Linked DNA regions of Anas platyrhynchos: region 1 is linked to region 2. Evidence: chromatin contacts called from public Hi-C data. All regions are on one chromosome and are shown on one strand. The core of a region is the stretch at or near the end of the contact, and the rest is flanking DNA. Distances in the headings are between cores, read along the strand shown.

What was found. Hi-C and Micro-C count contacts between places; a contact is called where the count stands out from the background.
Region 1: a Hi-C map of skeletal muscle shows a contact between it and region 2, with 2.9 times the contacts expected there. The contact joins two enhancer-like sites. A contact is called at or near these places in 2 of 8 Hi-C or Micro-C datasets (liver and skeletal muscle).

Annotation. Positions count from the first base shown.
Region 1 is chr6:27,937,338-27,942,174 of IASCAAS_PekinDuck_T2T, reverse strand. ARL3 (ARF like GTPase 3) reads left to right here. Exons shown (of 6, transcript XM_072039747.1): 3 at 313-429; 4 at 4,631-4,681. Among named protein-coding and RNA genes, the nearest start is that of SFXN2, 10 kb to the left of the region's middle. Within about 2 kb of position 2,839, at least 1 of the 8 cell types and tissues checked has an H3K27ac peak or open chromatin away from gene starts, as enhancers often do.
Region 2 is chr6:27,866,256-27,870,961 of IASCAAS_PekinDuck_T2T, reverse strand. SUFU (SUFU negative regulator of hedgehog signaling) reads right to left here. Exons shown (of 13, transcript XM_072039740.1): 11 at 3,400-3,538. Among named protein-coding and RNA genes, the nearest start is that of TRIM8, 27 kb to the left of the region's middle. Within about 2 kb of position 1,826, at least 2 of the 8 cell types and tissues checked have an H3K27ac peak or open chromatin away from gene starts, as enhancers often do.

The sequences.
Region 1 (4,837 bases), core at 1,590-4,089, 70 kb before region 2:
CTCCTTATCTGCAGCTCTCCCACCTCTTCCTGCACCCACCCTGCTGAGCCTTCCCGGGGCACTAACTGCATCCTATGTTTCCGTAGCCATGACAGCATCAACCCTTGACCCAGGAGCACAGGCGAGCTGATGGCTTGGCGTCTGCCTTCGCTTTTCGGTGCCTCTCCTGCAGCCGATCCATCTTTGGGGCTGCCTGGCCCACCTCGCTGCACGTTGCAGGCCCGGGATATATAAGGTGTTAACATCTGCCTGTGAACGTGATCCAGCCATTCAGGTTTATGCTCTATGTGGCTTTGTTTCTGCTCTTTCCAGGGCTTCAACATCAAAAGCGTACAGTCCCAGGGCTTCAAGCTGAACGTATGGGACATAGGCGGACAGAGGAGGATCAGGCCGTACTGGAGGAACTATTTTGAAAACACTGATATCCTTGTGAGTATTGGCTGCGCTTGAATGCTGTGTTCATGCAATGGCTTTCCAAGATCTCGGCCAGAAATTCAGGAACAAGCACTGTAATGTCCCAGGCCTCAGCAACACCATTGCCATTGTAACAGGAGTTATTCTGAGGAAAATGGCAAGATTGGTTGGGTGCAGTAAGAAAAATACAGTGATGTTTGGAGAAATCATTCAGTTGTATGTTTTTGCTTTCACAGGATGGGGCTGGTCAGAGCTAGCCCGTTCCTTTCCTCTCATCTCAGGCTCTTTCACATGAAGGAACATTAATAACTTTTAGCATGCCCATCTATAGCTCCTTTCACTGGAGGCTCCCAAGGCTTGTCATGGGTATTAGTGACACAGCTGGAGAAACTGAGGCACGGAGGAATTCAGTGTCACGTCTGGCATCAGATAGGAAGGCTTCTGGTTGAGGGGCATAGAGAGACCCCTTGTCTTTTCCTTCGGTCCTTTAATCACTAGACTGTCCTTTAATGTTTTTGACGACTTAGCTGCAATTACCTTACAATTTGCTGCAGTTTACTACAATTGTAATTACACCACAGGACTGTGCCAGAGCCCTGGGACCCTCCGAGTGAGTGCTGACTAGTTTCAAAGAGCACCTCTAAAACTCAGCCACACATGCAGTGGGCTGGGGGCTCCAGGCCCACCCTCCTGCCGAGCAGCGTTGCCAGTGGGAGCAGAGAAAAGGCTGCTCTGAGCAAGGCCTGCAGGCTCCCATGGGAAAGCAGGAAGCTCTCTCTGAAAGACGCCCTTCCTCCCTTCTGTCACACACACTCACCAACGTGCTGGGAGCTTCAGTGCGCTTCCACGGAAGGATCAGTGCTGCTAGGAACTAGGAACAGGACCCTTTGCTCCAAGGCTCGTGTCTGGAAAGGCCGGGCAGTACCTGCAGGCTTAGAAAACGTTGTCCAAACAAAGCTGTTATTGGGACTAAAAAGTCCCCAGCAGCCTCTCTGCAGATTCCCCTTTTTCAGCATTAATTTCTAATCCGATGTCTGAGGTCAACCACCGTGGCATAAACCCAGGCAGTTGCTTTTGCAAAGAGCCATGGTGTGATCTTCCCAGGGGGAAGCTCTGTGTCTGAAAAACCAGCAGGACAAACAGCCCGTACCCCTCTGTGGCAGTCAGGAAGGGGAGCACGGCGTGGCTGTGAGGCGATCAGGCCCACTGAGTCCAGGCTCTGCAGCTGCATGCGGTGGGGAGGCCGTAGGTTTGCAAATCAAAGTCAACACTGCAAAGCAGCAGCTAGGGGATCTTTGTCTCTGCTACAGCAGTTGCTCAGGCTGCAGAGACTGCGCAACTGCAAAACACTATCTGGAAGTCTGCTGGCAAAAAACAATGAGCTGTGCTGTGGGCTTCCCCCCTTCCCAGGGCGCATGGGAGAAATAAGGGTGAATTTTAAGGCTGGAGGAGATGAAAGCAGTTGTGTTCCCAACCTCCTCCCTTCCCAGCTAAAGCAATGCTCAGAGAAAACCTTTCTTTTCATACAAGTAAGAAAATAGGTAGAAGCCAAGTCAGTTTGGGGGAAGGAGCAGAGTGAATTCAGAGAGGGAATGAGTGGTGTGCGTGTGGGCCTGAGCTCTCCCGCCTGCATTCCCTGATGGCCAGCTAGCAGCCAGTCCCAGGCTGGGAGCTGTCTGCACGTTAGTGCAGTGCTTTGCCACGTCCATACACATCAAAACCGGGATAGCAGCTAAAAGGATGGGACTGAGCTCTCCTGCCAGCCCTCACACCCCTTACAACTGGTAATTTATCCCCTCTGTCAAACCTGGTGCAGGTCACACCTCTGTAAATTGAGCTACCTTATCCCTCATACTATTTCCTCATCCAGCCCCGCTGCTTGCAATTTCTCCTCAGCCCACTTGCTCCGGGTTTTGTTTTGGCCTGTTGCTCAAAGGAGGCACCCAACTTTACAGGAATTTATTTCTCAAGCTCCAGTACAATGTACTCAAGGGCTGTTCAAACTGGTGAACCATGCTACAAAACACTACAGCCAGAAACAAGATCTTGTGTGGGCCTGGCTGTAGAAGGAGGATAGAAATAAGATACGCCACAGTTCCCAGGACCCCCTGCTTCTGTCTTCTCCTAAACTATATCGCACAAAGCAGAAAGGACCCTCTAAAGGGTATTAAAAAGCAGGAAGTGATTGCAAATTCAAATCCATGCAGGTGCCTTTGAATGAGAGCTCGGTCTTGCATCACACACCTGTGATATTTGGAAGCTTAACCCAGGCAAATAAGGTGTGGATATCTGGCTGATTGCATATTCAGACAGGCACCTGCAGCTATTTGGCACAGTGCTCTCTGGTTTGGAAGTAGGCACTCCGCACATACTTCACCTTCTCTGTGCTGTGCTTCTGTGGCTTTCGCCCTGAGCGCTGTTGTCTCCAATTCTTATCTCGCGAGATAGCTCCCTCACAAGGAACGGAGAGAAAGCCTGCCTGGGACTCAGGGCTCTTCCTTGCCAGTGAGAGAAGCACCATAACAGGGGAGGTGCCACCTCCCAGACGAGAAGCAGCGCGCTGAGAACACTCACGTGAGCAGCCCATCCGTGTGTCGCTGAGCTTCCCCCGAGACATCCTGAAGGAGGAAAGATGACAGTCAAGTTTCACAACCACCAGCCTGCAGCTTCTCCCTTTCTTTTGGCTTGTGCTTCCTGCCCCGAACGGGATGCCCGGGGAGGATGGGTGCAGCTGATGCAGTATTGCTGAACGTATTTGGGATCACGCTGCGGGGAGAGGCTGTCACACATACCCGTGGGCCTTTCCCCCTCACGTGGCATGTGCGCTGCTGTCACATCCCCGTGCAGCTGCGTCCAGCCCCGCCGCGTATCCCCCAGCCTCTGTCAGCACGCATCAGCCTGCCCTTGGGAGGATGACAGACCCCGAGCGATCAGCAGAGGACTGCGAGGCTGCTGGTTGTCCTCCTCCTCGAGCCTGGCATGCAGATTCTCCCGATGTGCGTTCGGTCCTGTTCTAAACAAGCCCAGCACTGCTCATTAAGGGAGTGACTGCAGTTTGCTGCTAGAGGTCTTCCCTTCCCCCAACTATTTGGTCAAAAATATCCTGGAAGCGTGGAGTCTTAACGCTGAGACTGCCTGCGAGGATGCCATTTATCTTGATGGCGGGGTGCTGTGCTCATCTATTCCCTCAAAACCAGGCTGACACTTGCTCCCTGTAAGCCACCAGAGCATGCATATGACATGCTAACGTCTTCAGTCAGCGCTGATGGAGAATGGCAGGGACTGGAAGCAAAAGGCTCAGTGTTTGTCACCAGTCCTGGCCCTGTCTGCTGCCCCAGCATCCTTCTCCTTCAAAAACCTTCCCAAATAATAAAAAAGGGGTGCCAGGTGGTTCTTGCTTGGGTGTTATATTGAGGTTCCCCAATTTCTTTAAATGTGCATGCTGATCTGCAGTAATACTGCTGCAGGAAGGGAGGGAGGATGGCCAGACTTACTATTTACTCGTCTAGGAGGACCTTCAAGGAGCCTTTTAGCCCATGCAGACTGAGAGCTGCCTCTGCTGGGAAGCTCTTTGCATTTACAGAAGGAACTCAGCACATGGAATGCCGCTTGGAGGCGGTGGAGACCCCCTGCCAAGGCAGGGAGCCTGCAGGCTGGAGAACCACCCTTCTGCCCACCCTTCTGTCTGGCTGGGACCTCCTCGTGGGCTGTGAGATGTGGTGCCCAGCTCTGAGGGGGCGGCAGGACTGTGTGGTCACGCTTGGTGAGCCAGCTGCTCCCTGTCTCCTCCACCGCCCTGGCAAACAAGCTGGCAGCTGAAGATGGAGTCTTGCAAGCAGGATCCAGCCATCATCCCTGCCCGCCTGTTCCAGGAGGTTGCAGGAGGAGAGAAACTCACTGTCCCCAATATATTCCTGCTTCCTCTGTCCCCTGAGTGCCATTAATAGATACCACGGAGGCAGCAAGAGCATTCCCAGTGCTGCCACCAGCTCCTTTCTGATCCCAACCATGTGGCTGTCCGCTCCCCCTGGCTTTTCAAAAGGTGGTTCCTCTCCTCTCTGAGCGTCACCAAGTTTTGTCAACATTTGCTATGTAAATAATATCAAGCATCTTTATGCCCCGAAGCATAATTATTAGGTTCAACTCATTTAAGCACACGCTAGTGTGGAAGAACACCATCTGGGAAAAGTAACTTTTCCCCTCCTTTCTTTTTCAGATCTATGTCATCGACAGCGCGGATAGGAAGAGGTTTGAAGAAACGGGTCAGGTGAGCTTCTTATGCCCAGCTTCCTTTGAAGTAACGGAGCGCTTCTGAGTGCCCCTTGCTCACAAAAGTTAGGAGGATGATTTTGTTGTTTATGAGGGAAATTTGCATTTCAAGAGAGACTTGCCTTTCAACATCAATGCAGATCATTTTGGTAGA
Region 2 (4,706 bases), core at 577-3,076:
GAGCAGAAATTATCTGAAGGTAGTGTTAAACAACCCTCCTTCTCCCCTCTGGGGAGAGTAAGCAGTCCAGGTGAGCAAGGTAGGAGGGGAGAACAGTCTGCTTTGTGCGAGACGGGCAGAGAGCTCCACATAAAAGCAGGGGAGCTTTGCAGAAGCATGTCCTGACTCCCATCACTGGAGACTTAATGATGGTAATTCCCAAAGGATGATGCATGCTGACAGGCTTTGACACAAACTACCCCAGGATAATATTAATATGTATTAAAGGCTCAGGCAACTTTATTGGGTCGGGCTTGATCAGTAACACATTTCAACAGAGCGTCTCTATCATCTGCCTGAGCATAAGTAAGGGAGGGAAGGAGAACACACGCACGACCTCACCTTGCTTCGGGTAGGTTTACAGACAAACAAGGCTGATCTGTGATGGACTGCATGCTTGGCACAGCTCACACCAAGGACCTGGGACACCCTACCACGAATACAAATGTCTCTGTGGGGCAGTCACTGTCAGTCTGTGTGCATGATCAACATCCTTAACCCCCTGACATTGGGCCAGGCAGCTCCTGCACAGCCTTTCACCGTCCATCTGGGACATCCACCCCTCGGGAAGGAGAGGAGAGGAGGCTGGGGGTGCTGAGGAGGCAGTGTGGGGACACCGCTGCCACAGCACTGGGGGAAGGGGGAATGGAAGAAAGAAGGGCGGAAGCCTTTGATCATGTGTGATGTTAATGCAAGTGTTACACATCAGAGACTCTGCCACAGTAACTAGCATATAAACAGGAGTCTAGTGTTAACAAGGAGGGCTTCTTGAATATGTTTGTATGTTCCTGAGTCAAAGCAATTTCCCTATTCAACAATACATGACACGGTGGAAGAAGTTCAGAAATAAACCAGCCCGACATGCTTAGACCTTTAATAGAATTTAGCTTCTTAGAACTAATTAAATGTTACTTAAATGAAAAAAAAAAATTCCAAGTACTTGGGAAAGGTGCCAATTTGACAGCTCTGGAGAATGAAATAATCTAATCATCCCCAGAGCATGGGCAGCAGCAGGACAGGCTTTCCCCTAGTAACATACCTCGAACGTGACCTGGAAAGGCTGTTGATAGAAACGGGGGCGTACAATCATCGTGGTCTAATGACTTTTCTGCTGAGGCTGCTAAAAACGCTCCTGCCGAGCGCCAGCTGCCCGCTAGGAACGGCGCCGGGACCTGCCAAACCCCTGTCAACCGCTCACCGTCCATCAGGCGACCCTGATCAGCCCGGGCTGATCGACTGACCCACCTCGGACACTCTCCATACGAGCCCAGGAGATGTGAACAGGATTTGCTGTGTTTAATCTGCACTTTTGGGCTCCCACTTGGGCCCGAGAGGAGCCAGCCTGCTGCTGCATGGGATGGAGGCCGGGATTTTTGCTGTCTCCTCCCCGGGAGGAGAGAGGCCTGCTGTCTCTCTTCCTCCCCATGGTCCCTCCGTTGCCGTGCCTTTGCAGCAAGCCTCTGCATTGCAGTGCTGCGTTTCAGGCGCCAGCTCTCCTCGGAGCTCATCGCCGTGCCTGGGGTCCCGAGCGAGGGAGGAGGCAGAGCCCCTCCGGGCCTCGCTGTGAAAGCTTTGTGGGGCCTGCCAACTCGGCCAGCCCAGGCTGCGAGGGGCTGAACCCAACGCAGCTCGCCTCCTCGGAAATTCTGCGCACCACAATTTCTTTTGCCTTCTGAAGCAAAGCCACACGAACCTCCCTCCTCCGCTCCCAACACCACAAGGGACTGCAGCTGAAGCCTCTCGTTGCATATTAAGCCAAGAGCCTCAGACACTCCCACATGCATCTCACACAGCCGGGTGCTCCTCCTCTTGTCCCAGGCTGCTTCTGGCCTCCCTTCCTCCCCCACCCGGGCTGTCCTCCTTCATTCCCATCACAGGATGGGGCAAGAGCCAGCACAAAGGCAGTCACGTCAGAAGAGAAGATCCGATGCACTGACCTTGTGTAGGAGACAAGCGAGGGAACTTGCTTCTCCCTTCCCTGCAGGAGACAGAAAGTCTCCACCTTTCCCTCCCACCTACTCCAAAAAAATACCTAATTTTTGGTGTCCCAGTGACAGCAACCAGGTTCCTAAGGGTTAACATTAGCTGCTTGTCTGAATGGTGACCTAATTATTGCCATTCTTCACTCTTAGAGGTTACCTGACTACTCCACACATCAATACATTTCAAGATGTGATGTAAATGCAAACAAACACTCTTATGTTTGGAGTTAACACAGTCACAAGATCCCGTGTATCATGTGTTGGCAAGCACAGGAACCAACAGCAAATGACCCACCCTTAAACCTGACCGTTTGCTGTTAATCATTACAGGAGCGTTGCACTTTCCAGCCAGTACAATCAAAGCACGCAAGTTCTTTGAAAATCCCTACACGAGATGATTTCAGCCAAGATCAGCTCCTTTACAAGCCGTACAGGCTTCAAGGTATGATGTCCTCCAGACATACGAACAGAGGCAGTGGAATGCCTTGAAAACAAGTCAGGGGAAGGTTAAATGCAACGCTGCAATGCTAAAACAAACCTCTGCCTTAAAAGCAGAAGGGGAGGCAGGAATGCCACAGTAACAATGAAGGCAGAGAGGCACTGCATGTATACAGTCCCTCAGAAATAGGCTTTTCTGCACAAACACATTCCCTAAAGCTTTTTTTTTATTATTATAATTATTTTTTGCAATATGTTTATAACCATGAAGAAATTCAAGGTTAGAACAGCGCTGTGCCACCATATCGTTAGTGCATCACTGGCTCCGTAGGGCTGACCCTCAACACCAAGCAGATGGGGAACTTCCAAGGGAAATATGGTGCAGAAAATGTGTGGGTGCTTCAAGCAACCACAGACTTTCATCAAAGAATCAATAGGAAAGAGGTATAACTGAAAGAGGCTGCACTATCTGTGCTGCTCTCCTGTAAAGGACGATGTAAAACTGAGATCCCGACTCTGTAGGATCAAAGTCCCACAGCTTTCTCTCGAGATCAGCTTGCTACTCTTCTGCCCTGGCTCCATTCTTGTTTAGGTCATTCCACTCTGCCTCCCCAAATTCCTTTCTGGAAGAAATCGTGAGTAAATACAGCCTGCAAAGTGTTTGCTGACTCCAGGAAATGGATACTACTGTATTCATAGATGATTTTAGAACTTTCCAGCTACTGCATATCAATTTGAGCTCTGTTAATATAAATTGTAACATCTCACCATTATTTTTTGAGTCCATAGTCACTGAAAATAGTACCCCAGAACTATAAGAAACGTTGCAGCAAGAACTAACAGGTTTGTTACACTTCTAAGCCACGTAAGCCCTTAGCAGGATCACTTTTAGGACACTGTAAAGGAGGAAGGGAGAGAAAAAGGAAGAAGGCTCTCTCACTTGTAACCAAGGTCCATGTGCTGCATAGGGGTGCTCTTCTGTTGCAAATGCTCCTTCTACTCCCGTTGATACAAACGTGATTGCTGTGTCCCCTGTAATACTTTTATACGTAAAGTGCCGTCCATGTAAGAGCCTCCCCCTAGGGAATAAAACATGCGTGTGAATTAAAAGGCTGCGAGCAGCATTCAACAGACTGATGAAGATATATCACTGTGATACAGCACTACAGCTTCTGCCATCAGCATGGAAGCCATTTGAAGGCAGCAACTTAATTTTTTTTTAAGGAATATATGACCGATTTGCTTCACAAAGCCCGTCACAAGTCTCCTTCTGAGGCAGGGAGCTCTCCCCTACCTCCCCCCTCAAACTCAGGGCCTTGTTTTAGAGCTCTATCAGCTCACCTTGGTCCCCGTGCATGCCTATCCCCATGATGAGGCACTGACGCATGCACGGGCAGGGCACTGCCAGCCTTTCAGAGAGCTGAGAGCTGCAGGAGAGAACCCAGACTCCACATCACGTGGCAGGGTCTAAGCAGGCTCATCAGTGGGACCAAACTTACGGACGGTGACAATGCCCAGAAATCCCCTGGGACTTGACAAATGCAACCTGCGTTACTTATGCATTTCAATAAAATGTCTATAAGATACACACACGTGATCATCTATAGCATCAATTCCCATTTTTTCACTCAGTGCTTTCCGTGGGGACAACCATTCCTCTGGTATTTACACTCAGAGACTGCATTACAAGCATGCCTCCACCATGCAACAGGGAAACCTTCAGGTAAGATATATGGCACCTACCAACAGTCACAGCTGCCTGATGAGTTACTGCTGGTCAGCTGAGCTGCGGTAAGTGATCAGGACAGACTGTTCACACATTTGTAATGTAAAATAAAATATGTTTGTGTTAACTGTCCCACTGGTTTCTCAACAGGCACAGGCAACCGTGCACCTGCTGCTGATAACTCTGATACCACAGGCACGTAACTCATTAAGCCAAAGTAACTCAATCACCTGGAACCGTTTGTCTTATGCTAACGACTACAACATTTGCCACAGGTATTTTTTAAAAATAGCGCTGATTGAAACTGTGGACATCTAGAAAAGTCACTTGCAGTGGTATGCAAAGCCTGAACCTTTGAAAGATAAGGCATAGGGCGTACACGCCATGTTCTGTCCCTTCATTCACCTAAGTGCCAGAATTTGACTAAAAACACACTTGCATGCATAAACTGACTGCAAACGGGCTTTGTACAAATACTTGTGTCTGAGTCCATAAGCCATAGTTAACAACTCAAGGGATTT